Linked DNA regions of Canis lupus: region 1 is linked to region 2. The links are chromatin contacts, called in public Hi-C maps. All regions are on one chromosome and are shown on one strand. The core of a region is the stretch at or near the end of the contact, and the rest is flanking DNA. Distances in the headings are between cores, read along the strand shown. Region 1 holds the start of BTG1 (protein BTG1). Region 2 has its middle 150 kb from the start of DCN.

Region 1 (5,451 bases), core at 2,695-5,194, 620 kb after region 2:
TCCTGCCGAAATTTCTTTTTAAGCACCTAAAAGTCCGAAGGCAAAAATCTTCAAAGATAATTTTCCATCTGAGAATAGGTTCTGTGACACAAGTTTTGGGTACCAGAATATATCCAACTCTCTGGATACCCTGCCTTCGGTTCCAATGATTTAGTGTGCAGAATTTTATCAACCACCTGGCTTCAAAGAAGTTAGCTGATAAGATGCAGGTGGTAAACACTCAGCGGTCAGAACGGGGGTGAGACGGGTGTAAAGACTATATACTACCTGTTGTTTTACTACAGTCAAGTTTGAAAAACTGGACGGTTTTCTCAAGGACACCCTGAAAAATAAAACCATAATCGGCAACGGGTTCCCATGTGCTGTGTTTTTACCGCAAATGCCCAAGAACGGCCTATAAAGTACCCAGACATGATCTGTATTCTAAATACCTGCGTATTCAGTTGGGTTTTCCCATGTAGTCTACTTACTGCAAGATCAGAGTCCTTAATAAATCCCCAAATCTGCCTCTAATTTCAAGTAACCTAAATTGAGGACTATTTCCAGTGTGAACATGTTTACATAAATACCTCAAAAAGAGCCACTATACACTAAGCTACTAACTGTGGAGAGAGAAAAACTCCAAATTCCCGCAGCAATTTCCGCTGAAGAACCATGTTACCCCCTACAACCCAAGAACTGCCAACAAGTTTCCACCATATGGGGTCGTGGAGGGATCTTACACTCCAGCACTCACGTTTCATTTAGGTTTAGAACTTAGCTGAAAACAGAAGTCTGAAAACGAGGAACCGAGAACTCACATTTCAACTTTTGAGAATAAAAATTCATGAACGTACCTTTTGTTGAATTCCAGCTTAAGTGATTTTTATGTACATCTTGCAGCTGATGAAAGGCAAAAAGCAACCAATCTGCAGTGATTAGCCTGCTTCTTTTAAGACTACGGGTCATCTACCCCAGGATTTTCTAAATGAACAAGGATTCCGTGGGGGCAAAATAATTGTTTTTCAAAGGTGGGCCAGAATGGAACATTTAGATCTTCACTTCAACGGGGAAGCAAGGACATGCAATCCTTTTGAGTATCACTTTGTCTGGTAGATGTTACCTTTGTCTTTTATCCTCATTTCATGAGATTAGCCTGGGAATGTGTCCATGTTTTGACTTTAGAGATTAAAAAAAAAAAAGTTACCCCGTGTTTCCTCTAACACCTAAATATGCATGCACAGATCACTTTCACTTCTATCAAATGTTTCTCGGCATGACCAGTGTGCAACTGACATTCACATAGCTTATAGAACCTAAGTCTTCTGAGAAACATAGCTTTCAGAGCTGAGCCTCTATAATCATGACAAGAGATTGATTAAAATGCCAAGATAAGAAACAATTTATTATAGAGAGAAGAAAAATTTCTCATCCAAAATATAGAAATCTGTACAACTTTGCCACAATCAATATACATGAACTGTACAAATTTACACCAGTTCATAATTTACCAAATAAAAGATGACTAACAAAGTTCACAAAATAGATGGTGGTTTGTGGAAAAGACTTTTACCCAATTAAGTACAAGGAAAGTTACAAACCAGACCTCCACTTTCTAAAAATAAGAAGTTTACTCAGTCTTAGAAAACTACAAGCTAGCAAATGTACAGAGAGCTGGCTGGTGCTAACACCACAGTTGAGACAGTGTCTTTTGAAGGGTCTTTTTAAAAGCCTGTTGCCATGGCAGATTCTGGTCACTTGCTACTCTCAAGGCCAAAAACACAATACAAGGTCTGACCATTTCCCCAGGTCATGCTTACTAGGTTTGTCTTATGTACATTTATACATATTTAAGTGCTAGGTAAAAGTCTTGTCGAAATTTCCAGTACTACCATGTTTAAAATGTCGAGCTTTCCTATTGAGCTGCCAAAAAAGTTAACAATTTTCAAGTGTAATAGTGCAAATTTCCTCTGCAAGATCTACTGCAGAGAAAGGTTCTTTGAAATACAGATTTGCCTTAAAGGGGTTGATGGGAAAAATGTTTCGGTATAACATCTGGGAGAAACTGAAACCACCCTAGGACTTCACTCCCTAGCAAATAAAGTGATCGTTTACTTGGACTCACAGGCTATTAAATCATTGAAAGGTACTGTCCAAACTATGGCACTGTCACTTTAAAAAAAAAATTTTTTTTACCACTCTATCTTGTGCCAGATCTTCACAGCTGTGACATGGTTTAAATTCCATAATCCATCCCCAAGAGGAGCCCACCCAAAGCAAAAATCAAATTTATCCATCCATTATAAGATGATCCATCCATAGACTATATCTTAACCTGATACAGTCATCATATTGTAGTTTTTGGAAGGGCTTGTTCGGCCCAAGAGAAGTTCCTCCTTACAGCTGATTCTGCTGTCTACCATTTGCACGTTGCTGCTGTTTTGAGTGCTACCTCCTGCTGGCGAGGCTTCGTACAGCACGCAGATGGAGCCATCCTCTCCGATTCGGTAGGACACTTCGTAGGGGTCAACCCAGAGTGTGAGTTCACTTGGGAGCAGCCTGAACAGCTCCTGACTGCTCAGTCCAATCCGCTGCGCTGCCTGTCCAATCAGAGGATCCATTTTATGGTTGATGCGAATACAACGGTAACCTGATCCCTTGCACGGCTTTTCTGGGAACCAGTGATGTTTATAATGTTCTATAGGAAGACAGGAGGAGGAGGAGGAGGAAAAGAACAGAGAAACAACACTTAGATCGTTACTGTTACACATCCCGCCGCAGCCTCTTCCCGCTTCCGCCGGCTCCTCTGAGAAGTGAAAAATGTGAAGCCACCAACTTTTAAAAAAAAAAAAATGCCCAGCGTTGCCCTCGCGGGGCCGAGCGTGCGCGGGGCCGGCCGGCGAGCGCGCGGGCCTGGAGAGGGCACCCGGCGGGGCGCGGGGCGCGGGACAAACCCATTCCCAGGAACCGACCGGTCGAGGCGGCGGGGCGGCCCCGGCGGAGCCTCTACCTCCTCCGGCCCGGGAGCCGGGGGCCCGGCCCGGCCGCGCACAATGGGCCTGACGGCTTCGGCGGAGGCGCCGCCGGGCTGTTCACCCCGAAGGGGAGGAAAACCAGCAGCCCTAAGCCCCGCGCCGGGCAGGGCTGTAACCCGGCCGGGGACGAACCCAGTGATTAATGGGCCGCGGAGGGGGCGCGGGGAGACCCCGGGCCGGGCCGCCGAGCGCACGACGGGCCGGGGGGGGGGGGGGGCGCCGGAGCAACCCCAGCCCCGCAGCTCCTTTGTCCCGTCCGAGGGCCGCAGCTCCCGCCCGGGGGCCGTAGTTTCTTTGTTGCGCGCCCGTCCTTCTCCCCTCCGAGGGCCGGCCGCGGGGCGCGGGGCGCGGGGCGCCGCGGGGGCCTCGCCGGGACCCGCCGTTAGCGGCCGCCCCGACGGCCCGGGCCGCTCCCGCCCGCGCCCCCGCCCCCCCGCCCGCCCGGCGCGGCCGCCTCACCTGCCAGCAGCTCCTGCAGGCTCTGGCTGAAGGTCTGCAGCTGTCGCTCGCTCGTGAGCCCCTTGGTGCGGAGGAACTTGGAGATGAAGGACACGGCGGCGGCGATCTCGCCTATCATGGTGGCGGCCCGGGTGTAGAAGGGATGCATGGGGGCGGCGGGCGGGGCGGCCCGGGGCGGCCGGGGCTCGGCGGCGCGGCCCCGACGGCGGAGCGGCCACCCCGGGCTCCCTCGCGGCTCACAGGGCTGAGAGGAACAGAGGGCGGGAGGGGCGGGCAGCTACTTTTTTTTTCTCTCTCCTTTATAGTAAAAAAAAAAAAAAAGTTATTTTCACGACAGGAGGCGGCAGGCGAGAGGAAGAGACGAGCGACGGCGGCCTGGTCACATCGCTCGGACTTCCCCAGCCGCCTCCGCGTCCAGCTCCGCAGCCTCCGAAGCTCCCGACAGTTGCATTTCCAGCTCGGAGGGGCGAAGAGATGCAGGCGCCGTGCGGTAGCTTTTATAGCGCCGAGAAAGGAAGTGGCGTAGCCGGGGGGGGGGGGACGGCCGGCCGCAGCCAATCCGGAGATCGCACCATTGTGACGTAGCGGATTCGGAGCCGGAGGGGGCGGGCAAAGGGAGCAGGGGGCGGGGGCCGGGGCCCGGCCGAGAGGGAGGGGCTGACGTAATCCGCTTGTAAACAAATAAACTCCCGAGCGGCGGCGGCGGCGGCGGCGGGCTGGGCCGGGACGCGGGGGGCGGGGGCGGGGGCGGGGGGCCGAGCGCGGGTGCGCGAGTGAAAGCCCCGCCCCGGGCCGCGCTCCTCCCCCCGCTGGGGCGGCTGCGGGACGCGGGGCGCGGGGCCGGGGGCGGCGGGGCTCGGCCGGTCCGCGCGCGCGGGCGCCGGAGGTGCGGACCCGGAGGAGCGGCGGCCGCCCGGGGTCGGGGCCGGGCGCCCACGGGCTCGCGGAGGCGGAGGCGGAGGCGGAGGGGAGGCGCGGAGCGAAGGCTCCGTAAAGGTCTGACTGCAAAATACAGAAAAGGGCAGCGTCGGGCTGCGGCCGCCGTAACTTCGGGGCGCAGAGGAGAGGAGCGCGGACCTTGGGGAATCCGGCCCCGCGCCGCCGGCAGAGCCCGGCACCCCAGATCCGTGTAGACGCGGCGCCCGTAAAGTTTAAGCGGAATTGGGGGGTGGGGAGGCAGTATGATGCCTTTTACACCGTTTATACCCTAACCAAAGGTTGGCTGCTCTTCTTCCTCCCCTCCCCCCCATCCAGTCCAAATAACTGTGGGGCCCTTAGAGTGCTGCTGCTCATTAGAAAAACAGAAAAAAATAAATAGTGAATTTGGAGCTTGTCAAAGTATTAGTCGTAGGCATCTGAGTTTACTGGAAACCCTACTGGCGAAACTAGAAAAGAAAAAAAAAAAGAAGAAGAAAAAAAAAAAAGGACTGTTGTACTAGGGCTGAGCCTGCTAAAATGATTAAGCCCAGGAGAGGGTTAAGCCTGACTCGGTTAAGGAGGAGGGGGCAGAAAAAGGGAGATGGTGAGTCCCGGCAGATGGAGGAAGCAAACAAGAGGCAGAAGTTGGACTCCACCAGATGGAAATAAATATCCTGAGTTGAGTTGGTCATCAATATTGCAAAACACACCACTTGGAGTTGTGTGTGTGTGTGTGTGTCTGTGTTTTTAAGTACTGAGCCAGCGGGTATAGAAATGAAGCAAAAGGAGGATGTTGCAAAGCGGAGGGAGAAGACATTTATTGTTTAAATGGAACACGTAAAACTGGGTTTGAAGGAACACCCTTGAGATTGTTTATTCATCCATACACAGTAATTAGTTACATGGGAACGTCCTAATTTTCTTTGGACGAATGCATCAAAAATAATGGTAAATGAAGTACCTCTGTGTCCTTCCAGGACTTTTCAGATAGAACTGTGCTTAAAAATAAAGATCATGGTCATTCATTGAGGACGTGAAACCCCTTATACTACGCAAAAAG
Region 2 (5,734 bases), core at 1,469-3,968:
CTACACAGACAGGCTAAGATGCAGAAGGAGAAGACTTATGTTATTATTTTATTTTATTTTATTTTATTTTATTTATTATTTTATTTTATTTTATATTTTATTCTTTTGCCTTTCAGGAATTTAAATAGAAACACATAGACAGAACTGGACATTCACATGATCCTAAGAGTGTTACTATTGTGACACATTTGGTTTTTAGGCAGGGAAATATTAAACTAAGGAATTGTTCAGGTGACCAAGTCAGGAGCAAAAGACACCTGGCACAAGGAAGCGTGCAAATAAAATGCCAGTCTGGAAGAGAAAAATTGCAATGGATTAATTTCTGCTGGGGTTCAACATGCTCCACCACGGCAAACAAATAAGAATCATGCTGGGGCTTGATTTGTCAGATTCCTTTAATTTACTAAGACTGCATATTAAACGAAATTGTTAGCAGCTGGTTGTCTACAAAAACCTAGCTAAACTCCTGGGAGCTATTGTATAGCTGCCTTCTTAAAACCTGTCCCAGTGTGCACCAAATTGATGTTGGAATGAAAAAGATAACTCTTTCCAAAGTGCCTTATTTCAGCTACTCAAATCCATCTTCAGAAACCCAGGGGACATTTTTCCTGAACACTATATTCTGTATTGCTGAAAACAAGGATGGTTTCCTCCCAAAACTTTTTTGTACTACTCTCTTCACTCTGGTACAATTTTTGGTCAATTCCTTGGCCTCTGCCCACCGGATACTAGGCCATCCTGGCTCACAGAAGACCACAGCCAATCACTTTTGTAATCCTAGGCTTAGCTCTTGAATCTTGTCTCCTTCCTGAAGCTTTCCAGTTTTCTCAGAAAGCCTGTGATCCAGATTCCCTGCTCACACATGTCTAAACGGCAATCTGATGTCTTACGACTAGAGGCAAAAGGGGATTTTTCTTAAAACAATGAAACAAATCACAGCAGCGCATGAAGTCACAGTCCCAAGCTTAACTAAGAAATATTGGGAAAATCTACTATTTGAAACATGTCTTAAGAATTGGACATAGATCTGGCTTGGCTTTGCTTTTCTTTTCTTTCTTTCTTTCTTTCTTTCTTTCTTTCTTTCTTTCTTTCTTTCTTTCTTTCTTTTTCTTTCTTCTTTCTTTCTCTCTTTCTCTCTTTCTTTCCAGGAAGAGATTGTCTTTCCTATTAATAAAATTGATTTGGTATAAAATTTTGGTTCAGCGTGGCTCTTTTTCCACAGTTAAATAGATGTCTTCTAGAAAATCAGTTTCAGCCCCAACTTTTCCCATTTGGCAACTTTCATTTTCTGATATTAGATAATTAACAAATCGTGTGTTGTAATGCTTTGTCACCTCAAGAGCATTGGGGGGGGGGTAACGCTTCTTTGCCTACTGAGTAATGGCTTCAATGAAAGAACATGCTCAAAAGAATGCTTTATATCCAGGCATAAAACATACTGAATATTTATGATTTTAATTGCTACACACCATGTGCTGTGCATACTCGACTGTACATTTATATACGTCTTTAAAGGGCAAGAGGGAAGGATGCTCCTATGACTCTATAAGTTTCAATGAACAGGTCACTGAAAATTTCTATTAACCCAAGATAAAAATTCATAAAAAAAAAAAATTCTTTGGGGGGAAAAAAAAACTCCCAGGTTTTTTTCTCTGTATGGTAACAGGCATTTTTGCGTGTTTGTGAAAAAGAAGAAAAAAAAAAAACTACACGATACAGTGTGTTGCTTTTGGATAAAAAGGTAATATTGACTATTTCTTAGACTCTCTGTTTCTTCGCTAAATAGATAATTCGACACCAGGAGATGCAGTCCTAGTTCTGTTTGTTGTTTACCAAAAAACACGTGCTAATGTAACAGTGCATGAGTAATTCAAGGAAGAATGCCAAACACGCCGTGCCATCCAAAACGCGTTTTGCTGTTTGCTTTTTACTGTACGCCACTTTCCCTCTCCAGCTCACCCCCTCCACCACCAAGTATTTTTTTTTCCCCAGTGAAGCTAAAAATAGCCAGCCAGGCCTAACAACTGGTTTCTGATTGGCTCGGCGCAAAGGCCACTCAGCCAATGAGCGCTTCTGGGAACAAAAGCCATTCTTTTGTGTGTGAGATGCTCAACCCACGTCAAAACAGCTTCAGGCTGTAGAAATGATTTTGGTTGAGATTTAACAAGGTAATAATGCATTTCAGCCCTCTGAAAGGTTTGAAGCAGAACAAAGGGGGTAGTGAGATCTACAAAACAAATGGGGCGCTTAGGCTTGCAGGGGATGAATCATCCGGGTGCCTGAGCCGTGCACATTTGCAAACCCAGAAAAGCCAGAGCGCTAGGAAATTTTTTTTTCTTTCTTCCTGAGATTTCAGCTATTTTTTTTTTTTTTTTTTTTTGCAAACATTTTCTCTTCCCGAGTGGGGGCGGGGGAGCGATCAAAGGCGCTGGATTATGGCTATGCACAAGTTCTCTAATGCGGACTTGCTGGGGCACAGAAAGTAACTCGTCCACGAGTCCCCCCTTCAATCGCACAAAGAGAAAACAAAGACTCGTGGGCCTCGCCTCGTAGGCAGTCCGCTCCGGAAACTTTGGTTTTTAGGCATCAGAAACAGCTCCCGTTCTCAGGGTCAAGCAATTCCTGATTGATGCTGCGAGAGGTCGCAAGATAAGCAAACTACTGGGCGACTAGGGTGCAGGCAAAGGCGCGGACCTGCGAGTTTGGGCCACCTGCGCACCCTGAGCCTGCAGGGGCCGCTGTGACACAGCTAACGAGCCCCTTCAGAGCCTCTTTTCCTCCTTGAAGTCTTAAAAGAAAGGAGAAACCGGGGTTGGTAGGTGCCTTCCAGGTAGGACAAAAGGGAGTGGGGAGGTAGTGTTGGCAGCCCTCAAGCAGCAGGCTTCGGGTCATCACTGTGAAGCAAGGCACCCCTCAACAGCACGGGTGACTTCGCAGGCCCCCGAAGTGCTGCAGGGGACAAATGCTGCCACAGTCAACACTGGGAAGGTTGCATAACACGGAGGAGCTCAGAAGCTATCTCGTGGCCTTCAACTGGCTTTCTTGACCAGGTTATTCACAGACGGCCCGAGCATTTAGGGCAGGCACAAGGACCCACACTTGCACCGCTTACGTAGGGAACCTGGACAGTTACCAAGTCCAGCATAGTGTTGGCAAAAGAAATACAGATAACACATAAATTTTCTATATCTTCTCTTCCCAGAAAACTACGGGTTCACCCTCTTTTTTTTTTTTTTCTTTTGGTCTCCAATATAGCTTTTATGACAAGCGATTAGTGACTAAAACCTGAAACTTTGTTCTTGGTGTGGTATAAAAGGCCTAAGAAAATCAAACATCAAACAATAAAAATGGAATCATTTTTATTGTGTAATCAGGTGTAATCAAGGAGCAATATTTCTCAAGAGCTCCCCCTTTAAGGAAACGCATAGTCTGTCGTAAAATATTGCATTTGCTAATTATTGGTCCCAACTGTCTTTATGAGCTTGTATTAGATCCTTTGCCATAAAACATGGATGGGGTGGGGGGAGGGCAGGGGGAGCTTGCTGAGAGGAGTGGCCTGTGCACCTAACAGTACAAAAACTGGAATGATAGTGCATCATTTTTTTCCTCCTCTTCCCCTCCCTTTCCATTCCTTTCTTTCCCTTCCCTTTCTTTCCCTTTCTTTCTTTTGTACTGGTATGTGTGTACATGTGCTCAGTTTAGGATAGTCTCCTTCGGAAAAAGAAAAAAAAAATCGAATTAAGACATTATGGATGGACAAAGTATTGATATGCCGAGAAGCACAGCTAGAACCGGAGGCTGTAGATAATAAATCTGAAGTGCAGAGAATCACAGGCAGAGCCACAAAGCTAGCAGGTGTAGAGTCCTAAACAACTAAATCTCCAGAGGATTGTGTAGATGTGGTTTTCAGCATGAAATGTCTGGGGGCGGGGTGGGGGGGGTGGGGGGGGGGGGGGGGGGGTGGGGGATGTAGGTTCTGTTCTCTTGCAGTACTTTTGTGAGTTTTATAGTCTTGGCTTTGTCATATCAGCCCAGAGCCAGTTAAAGGAATCCATCACCAAGGATGTAGCTGCAACTGCCCATGAAGGGGTGTAGGGTGGCTCTTCTAGAAGGAGGTTGGAGCCGTTGCAGCAAAAGAGGCCCTTGGCCATGAGAGCCAAGTACCTTATCTCCCTATGCCTGTCAGCTGCTGACCTGCTTAAGCCCCAGCCCTGAAGGCTGCCACTATGTCATCCTCAGGGTGCTCAGGGAAGAGATGGCACAAAGGAAAGTGAGAGCCTCTTGTATCTTGTGGTACAACTCTGAAGCTTGAGCCGAAAGCACACAGGAAGTCACCTCCCTCAACCGTCTAGAAGCCTAAAGCAGCCCTCACAAGACACCAGTGCTGCTTCCTTGCCACAACTGGTCATCAGTAATAGGAAGCCTCACAGGGACGTCTGCACAGATTGTGTATTTTTAAAGAAATATTTTTTTCCTATTTCCCTCTCATTCTGTACCCATGCTTCCCTTTCATTTTGTACCCATGCTTTCCATTCCAGGGGGAAACAGACTCTGCCTCGGGTTCACCCCTTTGAGGAGGGATGTGGCAAGACAAGAAGCTGAAGACTTTTCAGGCCCACACCAATAAACCGAAACAGGGTCTCACTGACTGTGTGTCCCAGAAAAGTGGGTCTGGAGGCCTAGCCTCTGGATGAATGCTGGAGAGGCAGAGAGGCAGGATGACTCCAGAGTTCAACAGGAGGCATTGGAAGCCCACAGAAATGAGGTGGATCCAGAGAGAGCAGACACCAAGTTCCCCCAACCCTCCAAAAATTCCCACCTGGGAATGTTATACAACCATCAGAGAGCTTCCAGACCTCCTGGGGATCTCTTGGAGAGTGACAAAGTCAGAAGTGACCACATAACCCTGGGAGATGACAGGCTCTTCCCTGTTTTCAGGAAAATTCAAACCTCCCATTCTCTGGTGCTATTTTGGGAAGGCTAGAGGATTCCTAGACAATATGGTGAAATTGAGCCTTGGAGTTAAAAGTAGGTTAATTTACAAAAAGTAATGCAAAAGCCATTTCTTGCATATCTGAGATTTAAGTCCTACAAAAGCCATACTTTACATTTTCCAATAGCTATGTTATTCATCACTTCATTTGATCCAGAGTACAATCCTAACGGAGTTAGGTATTTATCATTTAACATTAACAAAGCATGCCATTATCATTTTTGTGTAATCCTTCACAATGCTCTCTGGGATTTATCATTATTATAATCTCCGTTTAATAAACATTTTAAGGGTTGGTAAACAATAAGTTGAAAGATTTGGCAAAGATCATTCGGGCTCTGTTGCTGGTGCCAAGACAAAATTGATAATTGAGGTACTCTCCTGGGTAATTTTATTTTCAAATCTCCTCTTTCCAGAATTACCTGTATCACTCAAGTTTTATTATTAACTCTAGAAACAGAAACACTGGAAAGAGTACTAGCTTGGAAGTTAGATTTTGAGATTAACCATTTTGTAAGGACTTAGGATTTAGTTAGTTACAGGTGCCAGGGAGAAATTGGTCATAGCCAGGAAGCTAGGAGATCAAGTCCAAAAGATTCAAAAAACAAGAAACCATACCCATGCCCTGTATAGAGAAGTCTGGTCTCCAAGACCAGAATCCTAGTAATTCTAGGATTTAGTAATTACTAGAGTCCTAGTAATTCTAGGACTCTAATTAATAGAGTCACTTCTCTACAATTC

What was found. Hi-C and Micro-C count contacts between places; a contact is called where the count stands out from the background.
Region 1: a Hi-C map of blood shows a contact between it and region 2, with 5 times the contacts expected there. The contact joins the promoter of BTG1 here to the enhancer-like site in region 2. A contact is called at or near these places in 3 of 9 Hi-C or Micro-C datasets (amygdala, blood and skin fibroblasts).

Annotation. Positions count from the first base shown.
Region 1 is chr15:32,947,565-32,953,015 of UU_Cfam_GSD_1.0, forward strand. BTG1 (protein BTG1) reads right to left here and starts at 3,945. Exons shown (of 2, transcript XM_038558635.1): 1 at 3,474-3,945; 2 at 1,358-2,677. The coding sequence starts at 3,621. The coding sequence ends at 2,310.
Region 2 is chr15:32,328,148-32,333,881 of UU_Cfam_GSD_1.0, forward strand. No RefSeq gene overlaps it. Among named protein-coding and RNA genes, the nearest start is that of DCN, 150 kb to the left of the region's middle. Within about 2 kb of position 2,719, at least 11 of the 20 cell types and tissues checked have an H3K27ac peak or open chromatin away from gene starts, as enhancers often do. A contact at or near this core is called in blood, where this site is marked.